Linked DNA regions of Rattus norvegicus: region 2 is linked to region 1. Evidence: chromatin contacts called from public Hi-C data. All regions are on one chromosome and are shown on one strand. The core of a region is the stretch at or near the end of the contact, and the rest is flanking DNA. Distances in the headings are between cores, read along the strand shown.

What was found. A called contact is a pair of places that touch in the nucleus more often than the background predicts.
Region 2: a Hi-C map of mammary epithelial cells shows a contact between it and region 1, with 1.7 times the contacts expected there. The contact joins the promoter of Rgma here to the enhancer-like site in region 1. A contact is called at or near these places in 4 of 12 Hi-C or Micro-C datasets (the A7r5 cell line, frontal cortex, mammary epithelial cells and 1 more).

The regions. Positions count from the first base shown.
Region 1 is chr1:136,206,381-136,211,154 of GRCr8, forward strand. No RefSeq gene overlaps it. Among named protein-coding and RNA genes, the nearest start is that of Rgma, 330 kb to the right of the region's middle. Within about 2 kb of position 2,806, at least 12 of the 93 cell types and tissues checked have an H3K27ac peak or open chromatin away from gene starts, as enhancers often do.
Region 2 is chr1:136,536,708-136,541,121 of GRCr8, forward strand. Rgma (repulsive guidance molecule BMP co-receptor a) reads left to right here and starts at 2,075. Exons shown (of 4, transcript NM_001107524.1): 1 at 2,075-2,440. The coding sequence starts at 2,427.

The DNA.
Region 1 (4,774 bases), core at 1,556-4,055:
ATGGGAATAAAAGAATCAAATAACCTACAAACAGGGAACGTGGGCCCTGGGCTGAAAGACTGCTTGATATTGAAAGTGACCTTGAGGTTTCTCTGCTCAACCTCAGAGAACCACAGGAAGAGAAAATAAAACCAGGGGTGGTGGTTCAGGATAGTCAGATGTTCTAAGTGTCTAAAATGCTATCTATTTTTAATGATCTTGGATGCCAGAAACCCAGGGAAGACAGGTCATGCTTTAAAATAGCCAGTAAGACATTATGTGGTCCTATATTTGACAATGTTTTCAGGCTTCCTCGGGCCATAATTTCATAATATAGAGATATAGCAGAGCATCCCCAGTTCTTAAGATTAGAAGGGACAAAGAAAAGGAATGTACGAGGTAAGGCATGTAATTGAAGGTGGCTACCAAAGCTAACTGAGTTCAGGATCCGCCCACATCTTTGGCAGAGATGATGAGAGTCTTTGTTCAAGCACGTATATAATTCGAACAAAACTTTACTGAGTCTCTAATGGGTGTTCGGTATTGAGCCAGGCAGGCAGCCATCTGGTAGAGCATACTTGGATCTACTAGCCATATCTACTACTGATTTTGAACTGTTCATAAACCATCTCACATTTTTCCAAAAATAAAACAATGTGTGATAATCAACCCACTTCCATTTCTCTCTGAGTTGCCGATCCAATGAGTATTTAAACATTTGATCTGTACTAAGTATTTTCCTAGATTCTGAGAACTCCACAATGTTTAGAATCCAGTCTTTGACCTTAAAAACCACCATGTAAGTGCTTTCGATGATTTCAATTAAATGAGGCCACCACAATAATTCTTATAGAATCAAAATGCTATAAAAATTTCCAGGGGTGAGTAGGGGAAAGGGATTTAACTTTTAAGGGGATATTAACAATTTTATCTGGTCTATCAAATAGGAATTGTAGCTTCCAGAACAAAGAAAATCAAAGGGTCTCTCTATCTGACATGAAGTGATGTTCTGCAGAGGACCAGGGGTACAGGGGGACCCAGGGAGGAGTCGTCTTGCGTGCGTGTGAGACCGGTGTGCTTGGTGCAGACAACTGAACACCTACAAAGCAAGGCACCCACAGAAAAACCTTGGCAACTATGCCAAGGAGTCCAGACTCCATTCACTGAACAATGGGAGTGCTTTTATCAGACCAGGCCTAGAAAAAAAAATGTAAATAAATCACACAACTGCAAGCCAGTGCACAACAAAGGGCCATGTCACTTTGCTTGGAAAATGAGAAACCATTATACCTTACCTGTGGTTCGCTTCTCATCGCTTCATGAATATATTCACCAGCCTCACGAAATATGAAAATGAAAGCGAGCTCAATGTCTGATGCTGTGATACCCTTGAAGTCTAACTGTAACAAAAGCAGCTGTGTATGACTTTTGAGAAAGTGGAGAGAACAAATCACATGTACAGATGCATACTGTAGGGCACCCTGGGAGCAGGAGCCCAGGCCTAAACAATGGAATGGCCAGGGGAGCTGCCTCTGCACTTTCTCCGACATGCACGACATCTTCCCACTAGAGTGTTACTGTAACTGATACCTGAGCCCTGATGAACACAGAGGGATCGTAGGTGTCCTTCCTAATTCCAGGTCATCCTCTTCCACTCCAGTCTAGAGTCAACCTTGAAGCATCTTCATACAACTCGCTTTGGGAAGGATAACAAATCAGTTTCTTCCAAAGGGTATCGCTAGGCAGGGAGAGACACCAGCATCAATAGGTGGGAAATTCCAGTGCAACTCCAGTGTCTAATGACCTACCGGTGTCTTGAATGCAAAATGACAGATTTCACAAAATTTGACCCATTCCACGTCAAAATACTGTTAAAAGAGGGTAGAAGCTATTTAATTAATCCATGTTTGGTGATCTCACCCATAAAACATCAACAGTGGCTCCTAGTCCGTTGAACCCTTGAGCTTCTAGGAACTGCTTCGGACTTGGTCTTAAGGGTTTTCAAGTTGGATTGTCTTTGCTACTGATTGGCAAACGACTAGGTAACTTAAATGAACTCATTAAGACCCACAGAACTCAGTAGCAAAGAGAGGTTAATTTCCCTGCCTCCTATATTTGCTGTTGGTATTTAATAAAGGAAGCTGACCTGTTTTAGAAACCACGGCCATTTATAATCACAAAAGGATCAGATAAAATATCAAATAGGTTCTTAACCCTCGAGCGAGTTGCCAAGCACTGCATTCTTAAGTATAAAGCTTGATCTCTTCTGCAGCCCAACCCCGCCCCCACTTTTTGTACTTTCCATGATCGACCTTTAACCTCTTGGGGGCTTGGAGGCTGTCTCCTTTTGTAGTCAGTCGAGGAAGACCTGAGAAGCAGTCAGAGCAGCCTTAGCTGCCTTGCACTGAGCATATTGACAAATGAACCTGAAGGCCCAGGCGCTGAGGCACAAATGCCCAAGACCCACTTAGTGTAAAAGGTAGGGTGGAGGAGTGAGACCCACTCCACGTTACCTGTGGGACTTCTGAGGTTTCATTGAACCAGTTTGCACGAGCCTCTGCTCTGAGCCAAAGCTCAGGCCAAGACTCCCTCCATGAAAGCCAGATCGAACCTTTCTAGGTTAATGACACATGAAGGAGAACTTCACTATAGTTTCTGATGACATTTCAGTTTCTAACCCAAGTCCACTCGTGACTCTGGCTCCTTTAAACTTCCAGGCTCTCTAAAGCACACAGTCTTCTTCTGACTGACCCCTGATGTATCACACACAGGCTTAGCCACAAAGAGAGAAAACTTGCTGACCAAACATGGCTCGGATGCACTCACCCTTTGACCTTGTCTTAAAACATTGTGTGAGACACCTACTGAATCTCAAGTCAATCCAGAGCATGAGAACATGAGAATGAAAGTCACAGCTGGAATTTTCCAAGGAGACTAGAGGGGTTCCTTCGCAAACGGTAAGATTTACATGCTTAATTTAATAGGAACATCTTGCCCTAAATGTTATAAAAGAAAAAAAAAATGAAGGGAGGAGGAATGGAGAGAGAGAGAGAGAGAGAGAGAGAGAGAGAGAGAGAGAGAGAGACTAGAAAAGGAAAGACACACAAACACATGAATCATTTGCAAGTGAAAACCAGCACTTATTCTTATTTTGGGGCATCTCCCATGAGAACATCGCTTTATTTCACAGACAGGGAGAAAAAGAGTAATATTTCAGTTCAGCTCCAGGCACAGAGGGGGCCAAAAGGCAAGTCCCACAGAAGAACATCTGGTTGGCAAACGCTGAGGAACACAACACCTGCAAGCTCCTCGTGTGTTTACGCAGTAACTGCTTGTCCATTATCCACACAAAATATGTTCTGGGGCTGGAAATGAGGGCTCCGTGCCAACAAAGTCTGGAGCGATAAGGCGGCCTGTTTATCTTGGAATTCCCTGTCCTTGCATGGGCGGGCCGCCCTCAGCCAAGCCGACTTTGGAACATTTTTTTGTGCCTAGCGCCTCTGCTGAAACTTCGACAAGTTTGGAACTGGAGACTGGGGAAAGGGCGTTGGAGAATGCGAGCGTGAAGAATGACTGCTGGGCCTCGGGATTCGTTTGTGCTATTATTTACTCGTGTGTGAAGATTTTCTGGCACAGCCCTTTCATTTCTGAGCCTCTGGAAGCAGTTGCATGTATCAAAAACATCACCAAAACAAGCCATCTGAACACCCACACTTACAGGAAACCTTACCCCGGAGACTCAGATTCTTCTAAAAGCACAAGGCCTGCCGTTTGCGACTCTGTCCTTGGCAGCTGGGGTTGGGAGCCCCAGCACAATTTATTGTGTCTTCCTTTGAAGCGCACAAGAGGCTTGGCTGGAAGACGTGTGATGGCTCCCAGGGCAGAAAAGTCTGCACCATCAGTCAAATCCTACTCTTGTGGGTTGGGGTCAAGCCCTACACTAACCCCGGCACCACCCTGAGTCAAAATTACTGCCACGATGAATGCTATTGGCTTGGGGAGAAGTGAAAAGCTAGAATGTGGAGGTGAGAAGAGAGGTGTGGGGAAAACAGCCAACTTCCTGGGTATTGGGATTCCAGTTTTTGCCGTGCTTTTTCTCACAACTCAAATCTCCTCAGCTTATAGTCTAGAAAAAGAAGGGAATTTTCCAGGGTCAAGTTACTTAGCCAAGTGGTTTCCTTTAGGGTCTGTCTGTCTGGGGCCTGCTATACCTTAAAGTCTATCATGACTGAAGGACAAGGTGGATGCATCGTTAGTCCCCTGCCAACACTCTCAACAGGTCTAGATTGCCTCTCTGTGTCAAAGGTCTTTGCCTGGTTCGTAGAATAAAGTTAAGGAGTGAGGAAGTGTGATATACAGGAGTAGAAGGAGCAGGAACCAGTGTTGCTTTGAACTGTGTCTAAAGCATTATCCTTATACAGAATTAATTATACACTGCCCTCATTCAGAATTACACATTTCCAAGCATACAGCTCTTCCTCCTCATGCCTCGTCCTGAGTATTTTAACCCAATTCCCCTTCTGCCTGCTGCTTGCTATATGTCTGAAGACCGGTTTTCTGATCATTAGACATCTTGATTTGTATTTGAGCTTTTACGTTCCCTGACTTCTATGTAGAATGCACTCCAGATGTATCCGATCTAACATGGGATCTCTATGGCTCAGCTGACCTTTATTGTTTTATAATGCTTGGTCCTCCAAAGAGACCATGTCCTAGTAGAATGACCTAGTGGCGATGTAAACCAGTCACACGATCTCTTCCTAAGTGAAAGTACTTCCTATCGCTCGAATTTGTA
Region 2 (4,414 bases), core at 825-3,324, 330 kb after region 1:
GAGGAGGAAGGGGAGGAGGGGGAGGAGGAAAATCTACTACAAATATACCTGTGACTTCCAAGTCCAAGTTTGCTACCTCTGTATTCAAACAAACAAAAACCCAAATTAGCCTATTTCCTGTTCCTAAGGAATTCAGGGTTAAAAGAAAAAGAAAAGTTCCCTGGAGGTTTAGATTAGGAATGTTTCTAGGTTGTTCTTGAAGCCATGCACAGTTCTTATTGACACACTCAACACACCCGTGCATGGCCTTATTTAAAGTCGGTGCTTATGGGCGTATTTAAGCTGCCTGTGCAGAGAATTCTGTGGCAATCGTGTATGGAATGAGTGGCATTAATATTCCTTGTCTTCACTGGCCACACTCACCAAGGTAAATAACTCTGGCTGGCTTTCTCCACTGACCCAAGCTTGAACTGAGATTAAACCCTCTTGGTCTAGGAAGTGGGTTGTTTGTACCCCCAAAAGAGAAAAACCTATTGACTACTTTCTAACAGTGACTTTTGAAAATTAGGTCTATATTGTGAAATGTTGGGCCCGTCCAAAGAGCATTTTAAAAACAAGGGGTACAAGGGGTGCGGGGATGACCCAAGTGATAACAATTATTCTGCCTCTGTTCTACACCAGGCTCTCCTGGATGCTGAGGATGGCACGATGAGCCCAAGGAGTGGTTCCTGATCACTTAAGTATGATGAGAAGGCCACAGATAAAGGTGTAATTACACATTGATGTCAGAGCTGAGAAAAACAACCCCTGGGATTTGAGGATTGGGGATTGGGTTGGGGGAGTGTCCCCAGGCATAGGATGATGGAATATATGAAAAGGAAATGCAAACTCACTCTCTCTCTCTCTCTCTCTCTCTCTCTCTCTCTCACACACACACACACACACACACACACACACACACACACACACACACTTCCTTATTTATAGACAAGGAAACTGAGGCTCAAAAGACCTAAAAGATTTGTCCAAGGTCGGGGCTAATTATAGAAAGGGGCCAACGCCCAATCCCTTCCTGCTAAAAACACACGGAGCTTATTTATAGCTCAGTTATAGATTATCCGAATTCATTTGGCCAGTAAAATGCAGAACATTGAGTTCAAAACCGCATCCCTTAAGATCATAAATAACGATGAGGGTCTTAATACTGACGATACCTTTTCATTAAACAGAGTTCTCATCCTATCAAAATTCCAGCGCTTGGTTCAGATTAAGAGACGATCAGGTCATAACCCTGTATAAAATATCCTGGCAGCTAAAATGTTCAGTGCTAATTTGAGTGTGAGCTGCGTGTCCCGGCTGACTTCACACCCCAGCTAGAGTTTCAGACCTATACGTGGCGTTGGGGTGAGACCCAGAGATGAGCCGCTAGCGGCTGGCTGTGCTCTCCACTGTGTGTGTGAGTTGCATGAAGAATCCTTTTGAGAAGCCGGGGAGTTTCCTCTGGCAATCTATGCGAGGAGGGGGCGGGGCGGGTGTGTGCGAGGTGGGGGTGGGAGGGAGACGCTGTGACCGGAGGTTACCTCTGAAGCTGGACCGCAATGGGAGGGCGTGCGAGACAGTCTTTTTACTCCAGACTCTGCCTGTAATTTTAGTCGAGTGTATTCGCGCACTCTACATGCAATATACATATTATTTATTTTTTCCAATAAGATTCTTAAACAAGAGTAAAATCCTTATAGAAAAAAGGTGGGTCTCGGCAGATGTCAATATTTATCCACGATTAGAAACCTCTAACCACCGTAGGCCCCCAGGTTGAAAACGTGGATTCCAAGCCATCTTGCCCAGGGTTAGGAAAGTTGAATACGTTAGCGGGAGGGAGGGTCGCTGCACTTGCTGCTCCCACCTTGGGATCGTGAGCCCGCGGGGAAGTGTGCGCTTTTTGGCAGGCACACCCCCAGGTCCTCACACACCCACTAGCGCGGATCAGCAAGGGTGGGACCGCGACGGGGCGGAGCCTTTGGAACCCAGACCCCACCTCTCCCGCCCCTCCCTCCGCCCCGCCCGCGCTCGCCCCCCGCCCGCTCCCGGGGCGCCGGGCCCGCCCCCTCCCTGCCGCGCGCAAACGAACCTCGCGACGCCGCGCTCAGCGGTGGCGGTGGCGGCGACAGGCCGGGCGAGGCAGCAGGTTAGCCCGGGCCGCCCTACTCTGCAGGCTTCTCGGAAGTACAAGCTGCGCCGCCCGAGCCCTGCGCCCGGGAAGCACTGGCCAGCGGGCCGCTCCTGAGGCCCGCTCCTCCAGGCGCTCGCAGGCATGCAGCCGGGGAGCAGGCGGAGTGCCCCGGGCCGCTACTGAGTCCGCGGAGCTGAGGGGATCAGCTCCAGCCGTGCCCCTCCCACCTCACCCAGGGCCCCACGAGCGACCGCCCTACACCTGGTCTTCGCGCGCAGCCCCGCCAGTGCCAACCCCCCGCGGGCTGGAGGGGCTCATGCAGCCGCCAAGGTAAGCGTGGACCGAGGGGCACGGGGTCCTGAGGTCCCCAAGGCGCTGCGGACACTTGCGCTCAGCCACCTCATGATCAGTGACTCCTCAACCCGGTGTCTCATCTCACACACTTAGGTCTTTGCCTCAGATGAATCGCCTTCGCTCTTGGCAGCAGGAAAGTTTTGTGGTTTGGTGGTTTTTTTTCTTTTTTTTTTCCCCCTAAAATGCTGCCCTGCGGGCAGCAGGCGTTGCGCGTGGCTGGACAGACTCGGTGCCTGTCCCACCCGCTGTGTACCGGCCTGGAGCTCTCTCCTGCGCGGCCACCTCCTCCTAGGGCGAGAGCCCCCTCGACCCACAGAGCTCTTGACACATCTGGTCATCCCTCTCACCCACCCTGAAGCCCGATTCGCTCGCTTCATCCAGGCCAGGATTGCAGAGGCTAGAAATGAACGCACCTGCCGGGGGTTGCGGGGTGTCGACATTGTACAGTGTGAGTGACCCTTGTCTAGGAGCGTCCGGTGTGCCAGACTTGGGGTGGGTGCTAAGGGGTGAGAGTCCCAAAAGGTCCGACGTTCCTAAGAGGAAGGCAAGGCACCGCGAGGACTCAGCGCCTGACTTGAGCCATGGCTCATCCCTGAGTATAACTAGGGAAGAGGGACAGGTGTATTGGGGGGCCGGTGCAAATATGAAAGACGCTTGGATGCAACTCTCGATTGCATCTTATTAAAGTATAGTTGCATTAGATTTTCTCGGGGGGAGAGTCAATTTCCCGAGACTGAGATTTTAATGGGAGCCTGTGTGCTGTTATTATGTGGTGTGGTTTCGGAAGGCGTTGGATTGTATTTATTTTATAAATTGGGTGTCTTGAGGCGGATGGATTCGGGGAAATATCGCCATCTAGCGGAAATGGTGATCTGTACCTTCCTCGCAAGCCGAAAAGTTGGGCGTCCTCAAAGTTCGCCTGAGATGCAGAGATGGGAACTAGCCAACCCGTCTCCAGAAAGACTAGTTCTCAAGTGCTCCTTACCATCCTGTAGAGCCTCGATGCCTGGGGCTTAGCTCCAGGGACCGAATGGCGAATTGTATTAGAGTCAAGACCTCACCTCCAGGACTTCCATTCCCCTCTTTGTGTAGTTTTGGGTTCTCCTAGCAAAACTGTCACTTGCCTTTGTCGTCCGCCACCCCCTACGCCCGCATCTGGTTCAGGGATCGGGCAAGCCTGTATGGTCACTTTACTACTCTCTAGTTCATCTGTAACTACATAGATGATTTGTGAGGTTAATGTTGAGCCCTGACTCTTAGAAAAGAGACTGGGTGCTCAAGTGTACTCTTAAGGGTAGCTGAAAAACTGGGGGGGGGGGGGACGCAGTGCCATCTGCACTGGAAGGGAACAGTGTACCCCCAAACGGCCTCCTCCTTTTTTTTTTTTTCACACACAAGGGGGAGAATTTCTGCTGTTCAAGCAAGCCTACTTCTCTGGACTGAATGACTGCCAGGATGGCGTGCAGATGGACAAAGGCTCTGGGTGGGGCACCTACACATCCAGGCGCGATGCACATTTTTTATGGCTGGATTGTGCTGCCACCTTCCAGGCCCGCTGAGGCTAGCAGGGAATGAGTTCTGTCTGTGTGAAGGGCACTCTGGCTCCTTGGAGAGCATTGTGGCTTTCTGCCTGTGCTAAAGCGAATTCCCTGAGAGGCTCCTGGGCTGCGGTGGTAGTAAGCAGGGTTCCAGCTTCCTTTTTCTTTCCTCTTCCTGTAAGTCTTATGTATCCCGGGCTGCTACTGACTTTTTATGTAACCAAAAATGACCTTGACCTTCTGGTTCTATCTCATCTAATAGATGCATTGTTGGGAATCGAACCCAAGGCTTTGTGCGTGCTAGGCAAGCACTTTACCAGCTGAGCCACATCCCCAATTCCCAACCTCCTCTTTTTTTTTTTTTTTTTCTTTTTTTCAGAGCTGGGGACCGAACCCAGGGCCTTGCGCTTTC